2 separate regions of the Rattus norvegicus genome follow, and region 1 is linked to region 2. Evidence: chromatin contacts called from public Hi-C data. All regions are on one chromosome and are shown on one strand. The core of a region is the stretch at or near the end of the contact, and the rest is flanking DNA. Distances in the headings are between cores, read along the strand shown. Region 1 has its middle 44 kb from the start of Rsph3. Region 2 holds the start of Ezr (ezrin).

Evidence for each region. A called contact is a pair of places that touch in the nucleus more often than the background predicts.
Region 1: a Hi-C map of Schwann cells shows a contact between it and region 2, with 8 times the contacts expected there. The contact joins the enhancer-like site here to the promoter of Ezr in region 2. A contact is called at or near these places in 8 of 12 Hi-C or Micro-C datasets (the A7r5 cell line, the Rat2 cell line, Schwann cells and 4 more).

The regions. Positions count from the first base shown.
Region 1 is chr1:49,513,466-49,517,804 of GRCr8, reverse strand. It overlaps a transcript of Rsph3 not described here. Among named protein-coding and RNA genes, the nearest start is that of Rsph3, 44 kb to the left of the region's middle. Within about 2 kb of position 2,649, at least 4 of the 93 cell types and tissues checked have an H3K27ac peak or open chromatin away from gene starts, as enhancers often do. A contact at or near this core is called in the A7r5 cell line and Schwann cells, where this site is marked.
Region 2 is chr1:49,415,009-49,419,444 of GRCr8, reverse strand. Ezr (ezrin) reads left to right here and starts at 2,872. Exons shown (of 13, transcript NM_019357.1): 1 at 2,872-3,365. The coding sequence starts at 3,354.

The sequences.
Region 1 (4,339 bases), core at 1,400-3,899, 99 kb before region 2:
ATGGAATCTACCAACGAGCAGCTAACCCTCAGCTCAGAGGACAACTTTTCTTTTCTCAAAGCTCCCCTTTGTGAAACTGGGGAAAGAACTCACCTCGTGGTTTTTTCACTGCCTATTTCTTTTATCCCAGCAAAGTTTCATTTTCTTATGTTGGCAAAAACATGAACCACATCATCCAGTTTCACCTAATTTTGATTCTATATGTTCTGCTTATTCTAGAAAGTTTGATATGTTCTCCCTTAATCTTTTATTTTTATGTATTGTGTAACAGAGTAGCCTTGGCGGTTTTCCTGAACATATCTATATGAAGCCACTCTGCGGAGCCTAAGTTTGGTTCATTTCCCATGGATAGAACCAGCAACCAGTACCCATTATTTCTGATAATTCAACTAAGCTCGAAAGTAAAATTCAAAACAAATGTCTGAAGGTATACTGATTTTTAGAAAATAAGCATTTTAAATTGTGTTAATTATAGTCTATTAATATTCATTTTTACCACCAGGGGTCAGTAAAACACTGTGTCACTGTTAACTTGAATTCAAGGTTATATGTAATTTAAGAAATTTTGGTATGCAGATCAAATTTCATCATGTACTGTGCCACAGGTTTTCAGCCATAGAGAGAGACGGAGCCTCTCACACGGGTAGGATGGAGCTGTTGTCGTTGTTTTGCCAAATAAGACAGACGCAGAAAGACAGATGCCAATTGTTAATCTTAACGTAGACTTTAGCTTTGAATGTGTGGTGTGTGTATCTGACTGTGTGTATATGTGTTTATCTGTGCGTGCGTGTGAAGTGGAAAAGGTACTAAGGGCGTGGAAGTGATCTTCAGGAGGCAAAGGGAGTGAGGGAAGGGAATGGAATATTGGAGAGAAGAGGGGAGAGGGGGACCTGCAAGATTAGGGGGGGCAGGGGCTGGGGGGAAGAGTGTGGGAGAGGAAGGACAGCACAGTGTGTAATGGCATCATTAAAATGCCATAGTGATCGAGCTTCATTGTTTTGTCTGCTGATTTAGTAACTTGGAGGGCAATTGTTTAAAAATGAATTGCTCTCCTTGGAGATCCAGACTCCCATTGAAGATTTACCTCGCTCTAACGTTATCCGCCAGTTTAATCAGGTGCCAGAGCAACTCTCATGATTGTTGCAGACTGGAATTCTGCTGTACTCAGTGACTTCAGTCTTCATCCTGACTCTGGATCCTTAACAGATGGCCATTCTGTCAGCTGCTCTTCATTAATTACCACGTCTGTCAGTCCTCTCCTTCACCTGTGGGTCCTAGCCTTCCACACTAAGTTACATCACCAGCCCTAATCTCTCCTGTTCACTCTTAAAATGAGGCTGTTTTTACCTCATGAACTAGGAAACAGTTCTTTCCTGTTCAGTTCTGTCTCCCCTGGCCCAGGCAGTGCTCTGCTTAGTCAGTCGCTTGCTCCTGACATTGTCATTAGGAGCTCTTATACCACATTAAAAGCTATCCCAGGGCACACGTAAGGCACTGCCAAAGCCTGGTACTCTTGAGTTCACACTCTGAGACCCACACAGGAGGAGGAGAGACGTGACTCCTTAGGTTGTCATCTGACCCCTCATAGGTTCTGCGGCGTAAGCATCCATGCACATATGTGTACCAGAGGAGAAAAGTTCAATGCCTTCCCATTTCTACTCTTCGTTGTAATCTTTGGAATTCTAGATTATGATTATGACCAAGGGGGCAGAATTTTATTATATCAGTGTGCAATAAACATCTCTCTTCCCTCGGTGTTCTCTCAGTGAGAGATCATTTCTCCCAGTTTTTACAACCTCTCTCCCTTAACCCTGTAACCACTACTAGGAAACTTCTACTTATCTTGGTTCTTCTCAGGTGTCTCTGAAGCCCAGATGCTATACCTGTAATCTCGCCACTTTGGAGTCCTGTAAGACCCTTATTCCCTATGAGTTAGGTAGCACCACACACATCGTCTATCTCAAGTATATACAAACACACCATATAGAGCAGCGGTTCTCAGCCTGAGGGTAATGACCCTTCCACAGAGTTTGCCTAATACCATCAGAAAACACAGATATTTACATTACAATTCATTACACTAGCAAAATTAAGTTATGAGTGGCAGTGAAAATAATTTTATGGTTGGGGAGTCCCTACAGCATGAGAAACTATAGTAAAGGGTTGCAGCATTAGGAAGGTTGAGAACCACTGGTCTAGAACATAGAAACTCAAATAATGCTGATAAGTGCAACGCCATAAAGTCCACAAACTTGAGCCTGCATACCTCCTCTACTATTTTGACTTTTGGGTAATAATTGCACAGAAGTCAAAAGATGGCATACAAGGGGAAAGTTATTGCTATGAGCACAGCATGGAGCTAACAGTCACAAGGGAGAAGGCATAGGAAGATATCTCTTGAAGTGTAAGAGTCTGGGCTAAAACAAAGCATTCCTCAGTCCTAGATTTTAATATGGCACAGGGCAGGAGTTGCCTGCCATAGGCGGGGAGCACACCACTACCACCACCTCGAATGCTAGAATAAGGACCTCTCAAATCTCCCTGTCTCGGTCTTGTTTCAGCCCCATGGCCCTGGAGACCAGCAGACTCGGGCCATAACAGCTGACAAGTAGCTTAGCAGCCGCTGAAGGAGCCAGTAGGCTCAGTGTCCCTCAGAGCCACATTCCAAAGACACTCGTCACTATTTGACTTTGGGTTAGCACCCTGGAAAAGACCATGTTTAGGGCCTGACTTTATTTGATTTGACTCAGAGTTCGCTCGTTGACAAAGGTCCTAACACCAGGGCATTGTTACTGAGTAATGTAAATCGGGTGTGAGTGCAGTGACATTTACCTAAGATGAAGGCTGTGGCGGGAACAGTGAGAGAGGCAGAGCATGTGCGTGAGCGGCCACGGGAGCTTTGGAAATGTCGACATACTCCTGGAGTCCGTATGAAGGGTAACTGCACGCCTGGGGAAGACCTGAGATGGCATGGATCACTCATTCCCGTCGAAGGCATGCCCAGCCTCTGTAGAACCTACATAGCAAAGCATGGGGGACTTAGTGACTCGCCTATGTCTTCTCTGGGGGTCAGCCAGATAGCTTGGTGGGTAAATCCCCTCACACCAGTCATCATGACCTGAGTTCAGTTCCCCAAGACGCACAGAGTGAAGGGAGAGAACTCACTCCTGCATGCTGTCTTCTGACCTCCCTCATGTGCAGTGGCATGCACTAACCCCGACACACACAAGAATGGTCTGCAGAGGGATATTTCTACTGCGGATTGTAATTGCCGACCCACGAACTTTGCTGAACAGATTCTAGTGGTCATATACAACAAAGACAATCTGACAGTATTTTAGTTATAAGGTTATTATAAAGAGTAAAATATGGACTGGAGAGATGGCTCAGTGGCTAAGAGCACTGACTGCTCTTCCAGAGGGCCTGAGTTCAATTCCCAGCAACCACATGGTGGCTCACAACCATCTGTAATGAGATCTGATGCCCTCTTCTGGTGTGTCTGAAGACAGCTACAGTGTACTTATGTAATAAATATAAATAAATCTTTTTTAAGGGTAAAATAAAAACTACAATAAAAAACTCAAAGTAGGTGTGGGACAAAAATATGTCTTCCAAAATACTATGTCACACTTACTCAGAAATGTCCAGGACTTACCAAAAGAACTTTTAACAAACATACAAAAATTGGAAAGTCTTATCCATGGAAAGGAACAAAGGTCTGTGTGCAGAAACTGTGTGAGGAAGTCCAGATTTCAGCCTACAGGAGAAAATTACTTGAATCATTTACATGTTCAAAAAATTGAAGGAAACAGTACCTGAGAACTAGTGTGTAGGAATATGGTCTCATCAAATGGCAAAATGAGTGGCAGTCAGAAGCAGTGGGGCTGAGATATAACTCAGGTGAAAAGCACTGGCTGCTGCTCAGAGGACCAGCGTTCAGTCCCCAGCCATCCACAGGGTGGTTTACAATGTTCTGCAAGGCCAGTCCCAGGAGATCTGATGCTCCTTCTGGCCTCGTTGCACACCAGGCACACATGTAAGGCAGAGATGTGCCAGCAAAGCACCCGTCAGAACCAAGTGGAAATTCTGGTGTTCAAAAGTAGATTCTGACTCAAAACCTATCGCCAAGACTTCCGTAAGCAGATTTGATCTGCAAAGAAAGAATCCCCGAAACCAGAATCAATAAGATAAAATAAATCCACTCTGGGGAACAGGAAGGAAATGAGGGAAGGCTAATGAATGGAGGCTGAGAGACCTGCCCCAAACCATCAGGCATACAAAGATGTGAACAGGGAATGTCAGACAGAAGAGTCCAGAAGAGGGTTTGAAGACACATGGC
Region 2 (4,436 bases), core at 1,623-4,122:
TAACACACACTTGGATGGAGCTGAGTGGCACCGACTTCACTTCCTTAGAATGGACCGGTTGCCCTTCCAGAAGCAGGGAAGGGAATTCCAATGCTATCAGGGATTTATGAGCAGTTCAGGGGTCTTTATACGATTGTGTTTCTCCGTGGCACACGTTGGCTAATGAAAAGCTTACCCTGAGGTTCTGTTTAAAAGGAATATTTCAGTCCTAGAGAGAAGGCAATAAAAGACCTGGGGGAGGCCGCCTTGATGAAGTATTAACAATGTTGGATTTCCCTAAATGCCTCACCTCTTTACCCCACAGCTCCCCACTCCCCACACACACCTCGTCCTGAATTTTTACCCAAGGTTAAGTGATCCTTCTTTGGCCAAGGGCACTCTACTGGACTTTGTTTCTCCATTGCTTATTGACTGTACTCCAAAGCTAGAGATTGCCATACTCTTTGCCGACTTGCTTTAACTGGTTGAGATAACCTGGCACCTGTGTGGAGACAAGCTCTCAAGGGGGTTGATAGACTGGAGGAAATGACTTTTCCCAAACTGCCTGTGGCCAGGGCGGTCCCTGTCTGGTTTGATTTAACCATGTCTCAAGAACTCTTAAGGTGCGAAGAGCCTGGCTCCCGAGGAAGACACGTGATCTGCTTCCTGGCCTGAAAAGCAGACAGCCTAAGATATGGCTTCAGTCAGAGTAAACAGCCAGATGAATAGCTAGTGGGACAGCATCATGAGTCCTGGCTACACTGCTTTCTCTTTGCCTTTAGAGGTACTGATTATCCTGTTATCAAAACAGTGCTCTCAGAGAGAGAGGTAAGAGCCTCAAAGGGTAAAGAGTCATACAAGGTAAGTAATACTCGTTATGGTCCTACTATTAATATATCTGAAGTCAGAGGCTCTCAAAATTACATGTGTTCCACAATCACCAGGACTGGGGTACATGAAGGGATGATGGGATGGCTTGTCAAGGATACAGATTTCCAGGCCACTGTCCTGTTGACAGTCTCATAGACTGAAACAACTCCTGAAAATGCTGGGCTGAGAGGGTTTAGGTCAGATTAAAAAAAAAAAAAAGACACCTGGCCCCTCCCCCGGAAAATCCTTCTAAAACACTCATTAGGTGTAATACCTGTGGCTTTATTGGAAAGAAGTTTTACCTTGCACAGTAACATCTAAGTGTAAGTTTGAGGGTTTATATTAATGGGAAAGAACAGACAAATATGGCTTTGTAATGTTCATTTATGCAACAAATAATAATCACATGTTGGATATGCGAAGTGTTCTACACGATAGGTACGGTCACCTTTATTCTAGGGAGGAGAAGGCGGCAGCTGGGATTGTATGGTTCAGCCAGTCACCAGCTGGTGAGTGCTGGAGACAGAATGCAGCTTTTGTTTGTTTCTAAACCCTGTCATCTTTTTTATTTTCACTACACCACACAGACTATTTTTCAAAAATTCCTTTGGAGGGTAAGGTTCAGAAAAGGATTCTGAAGGCCCCAGGCCACTGCTATTTCAAACATCCACTCGAGTAGACAGTATACCGTAAACAGAGCGAGATCAAAACTGGATTAGATGCGTGGAACTCTCCAGGCATCTGGGGGAATAAGGCAGCCCAGGTAGGGTCTATTCGGAATATGTCCCATCTGGGATGCTCTCGCTTTAGGTGATGTGAACATCTTCCATAATTTCCTTTCTATCCACTATATGATTGTTATTGTAATAAAAAAGAAATTGTATCTTTCAAGGGAATTGACCCTGCTGATGAGAGGTCACCTCAAACATGGTCTCACTCATTGCCAGGCCCCTGAAGTGCCTAGACATGCAAATATGAGTCATGTGACCCACAGCGACTGGGTTAGTATTTACCTAGCAGGACGGTAATCTCACATGTGTATTTCATTGCAGTCTACATCTTTGTACATGTTGCTCCTAGACTCCCTATTCTACAAATTAGGATTACCGAGTCCCAAAGGAACTTTTCCCGTCCTGGATTGGATATACTCAATCCCGGAAAGGAGTTGAGTGCATCTCACACTCAATGCAATTAATCCTCATCACAACTCACAGAACAGGCGCCCTAAGATGGGGCAGTTCTGCAGATAAGAAAACTAAGGAATCAACCTTTCCAGTGCCATAGCCAGCCAGAAAGAAACTGAGGAGCAGCTCAGGTCTCAACTTTCACCCAGCTTCAACCACCTGAGATTTTTCACCCTGAGGTGGGTCTTGTCTCTGAACCAGGGTTTGAGAACCAAGACTTTAATCATAGCCCAACAGATTCCACAGCCCACCAGTGTTACAGGAAAACATTGGACTGTTGCAGGAGAATTAATTTTAGAATTAGTTTAGAACTAATTTTAGAACTAGTTTTTAGGCGGACTTCAGAGACCACTACCTGTGGGGCCTTTTGCTACAAATTAATCCTTTTAACTAAAGCATCTGGGAAAGGGATATTCCACGCGCATGCCTGTCCCAGAGGCTGCGCCGGCCACGTGCACAGAGACCCGGGGCTGCGACTAGGGTGAGACCCGGCGGCCCCACCCACGAACAGGCCGGGTGGCGGCCGCCCCAGCACGTGGAGTAGCATTTCCTCGACTCCGCTCGGTGCAGCGTGGGGCACTAGCACTTTCCCTCCGCGCTCGCCGGCTGCAGCAGCAGACTCCTCCGCGGAGTCGTAAGCGAGGGTGCCGCGGACGGAGGTCCCCGGGTCCCGTCCGGTCCGGATCCCGCGGGGACGCGGCCATATTGGCCGGCTCACCTCGCTGGTCGTGCACGGTGGCTGGGTCGGGGTGCGGCCCCGGGACCCCGCCCCGTTCGAGATCCGGGGCTCGCGGGAGGGAGCATTCGGTGTGCCACCACGTGCGCTCCGAGGAGGGAACTGATGGAGGGGACGACTGCCTGTGCGCGGACTTGGGAGTCCCCACGCCTGAGGGACAGTGGAGCTGAGCCCCCAGTGCAGCTCGAGCCGCTGCGCGACCCTCCGTCCACCCCTCCTGCGGGGGAGCGTGGATCCCTTCCCGAAGCCAAGCGGAGCGCGGGCTGCACAGACACGCGCCCCCCTCCCGGCCGATCCCAATTTGTGAAGAAAAAGAAAAAAGAAGTGTTAAAAGATCCCGCGGTTGCGGTTTCGGCTCTGGGGCAACGGTTGCTTCACGAAGTGAAACCTGCGGAGCGCTCGGGCGCGCGCGCCCGGCCCCGCCCCGTCTGGGCGTGACAGCCTGGGACTGCCGGGCCAGTTCTTAAGCTCCGGACTGCGGAGCGCGCGTAGGGCTTCCCTCCGCCTGCCGGTCCCGACGTGTCTCCGCCGTCGCCGCACAGCCGACTTACCGAGGACCCACGCAGAGCCACCAGCCAGCCAAGATGCCCAAGCCAGTAAGTTGTCGCTGTTCCGGAGCGGCTGGGGTGCTCCGGGCCGCGTGTCCCCAGGGAGTCACCTTGCACAGGCTGCTGGGCAGCTTCTGTAGAACCAAGTTCTGTTTCTGGTGAAGGGTGCCGACCGCCCTCTTGTTACCTGTCGACGCCTTTGTGACACTCTCTAGTCCCCTTTGCGACACTCTCTAGTCCCCTTTGTGGGTGGGTCCTTTTCGGTCGCTAACAAACCCCCACCGGGTCTTTGGATTGCTTTAAAAAGTGTCTGCTTAGTGCAACCACCAAGTTTCTTAACTGGTACAAATCGCACTGAAGCTTGATGGCTTCTCACACGACCGACACCTGCTCGCCCAGTTCCTTCGAGCGACCGAAACCACTTGCAGCCAACACCTTCCTGGGCGGTTTGAAGGGCATTTGGGAGAAGAGAGGCTTTGTGCCTGGGATAGCCTGGTCTCAGCCCCTTTCTGGACGGCTGGCGAGGCGCGGCCGGGCTAAACAAGAATTTTTGCTGGTTGCAGCAGGATCCCTATCTCGGGGAGGGTTAGCCGTGGACTTGAATTGCAGATGAAGCAGTCCCAGAGGCTTGATAAGGAGGCTCTCTGGGCACTGTTCGTGAACTTGGGCTAATTAACGTGCTGCGTGCGTGCTTGCCTCTCTGTTCTTGAATTCTTGAATCTGATTCTGTTGAGATTGCTGGCGGGACAGGGTTGTGGGGAGCAACTACAGGGCAGGTCCTCAGAGAGAGTGTGTGTGTGTGTGTGTGTGTGTGTGTGTGTGTGTCCTCAGAGTGTGTGTGTGTGTGTGTGTGTGTCCTCAGAGTGTGTGTGTGTGTGTGTGTGTGTCCTCAGAGTGTGTGTGTGTGTGTGTGTGTGTGTGTGTGTGCGCGCGCGCGCGCGCGCGCCTGGCTTTGCAATGGAGGTTGGTGACTGGGTGGAGGGAGAGTTTTATGTCGTTTGTTTGATTTTTTAAGTTGAGATGGAGAAAATAATTAAGACTAATAAAACTACAAAGAGTTTTCTTAATAAACTACAGAGTTTATTTCTAGTCCTTAGGGCGTATCTATTTTTACTACTT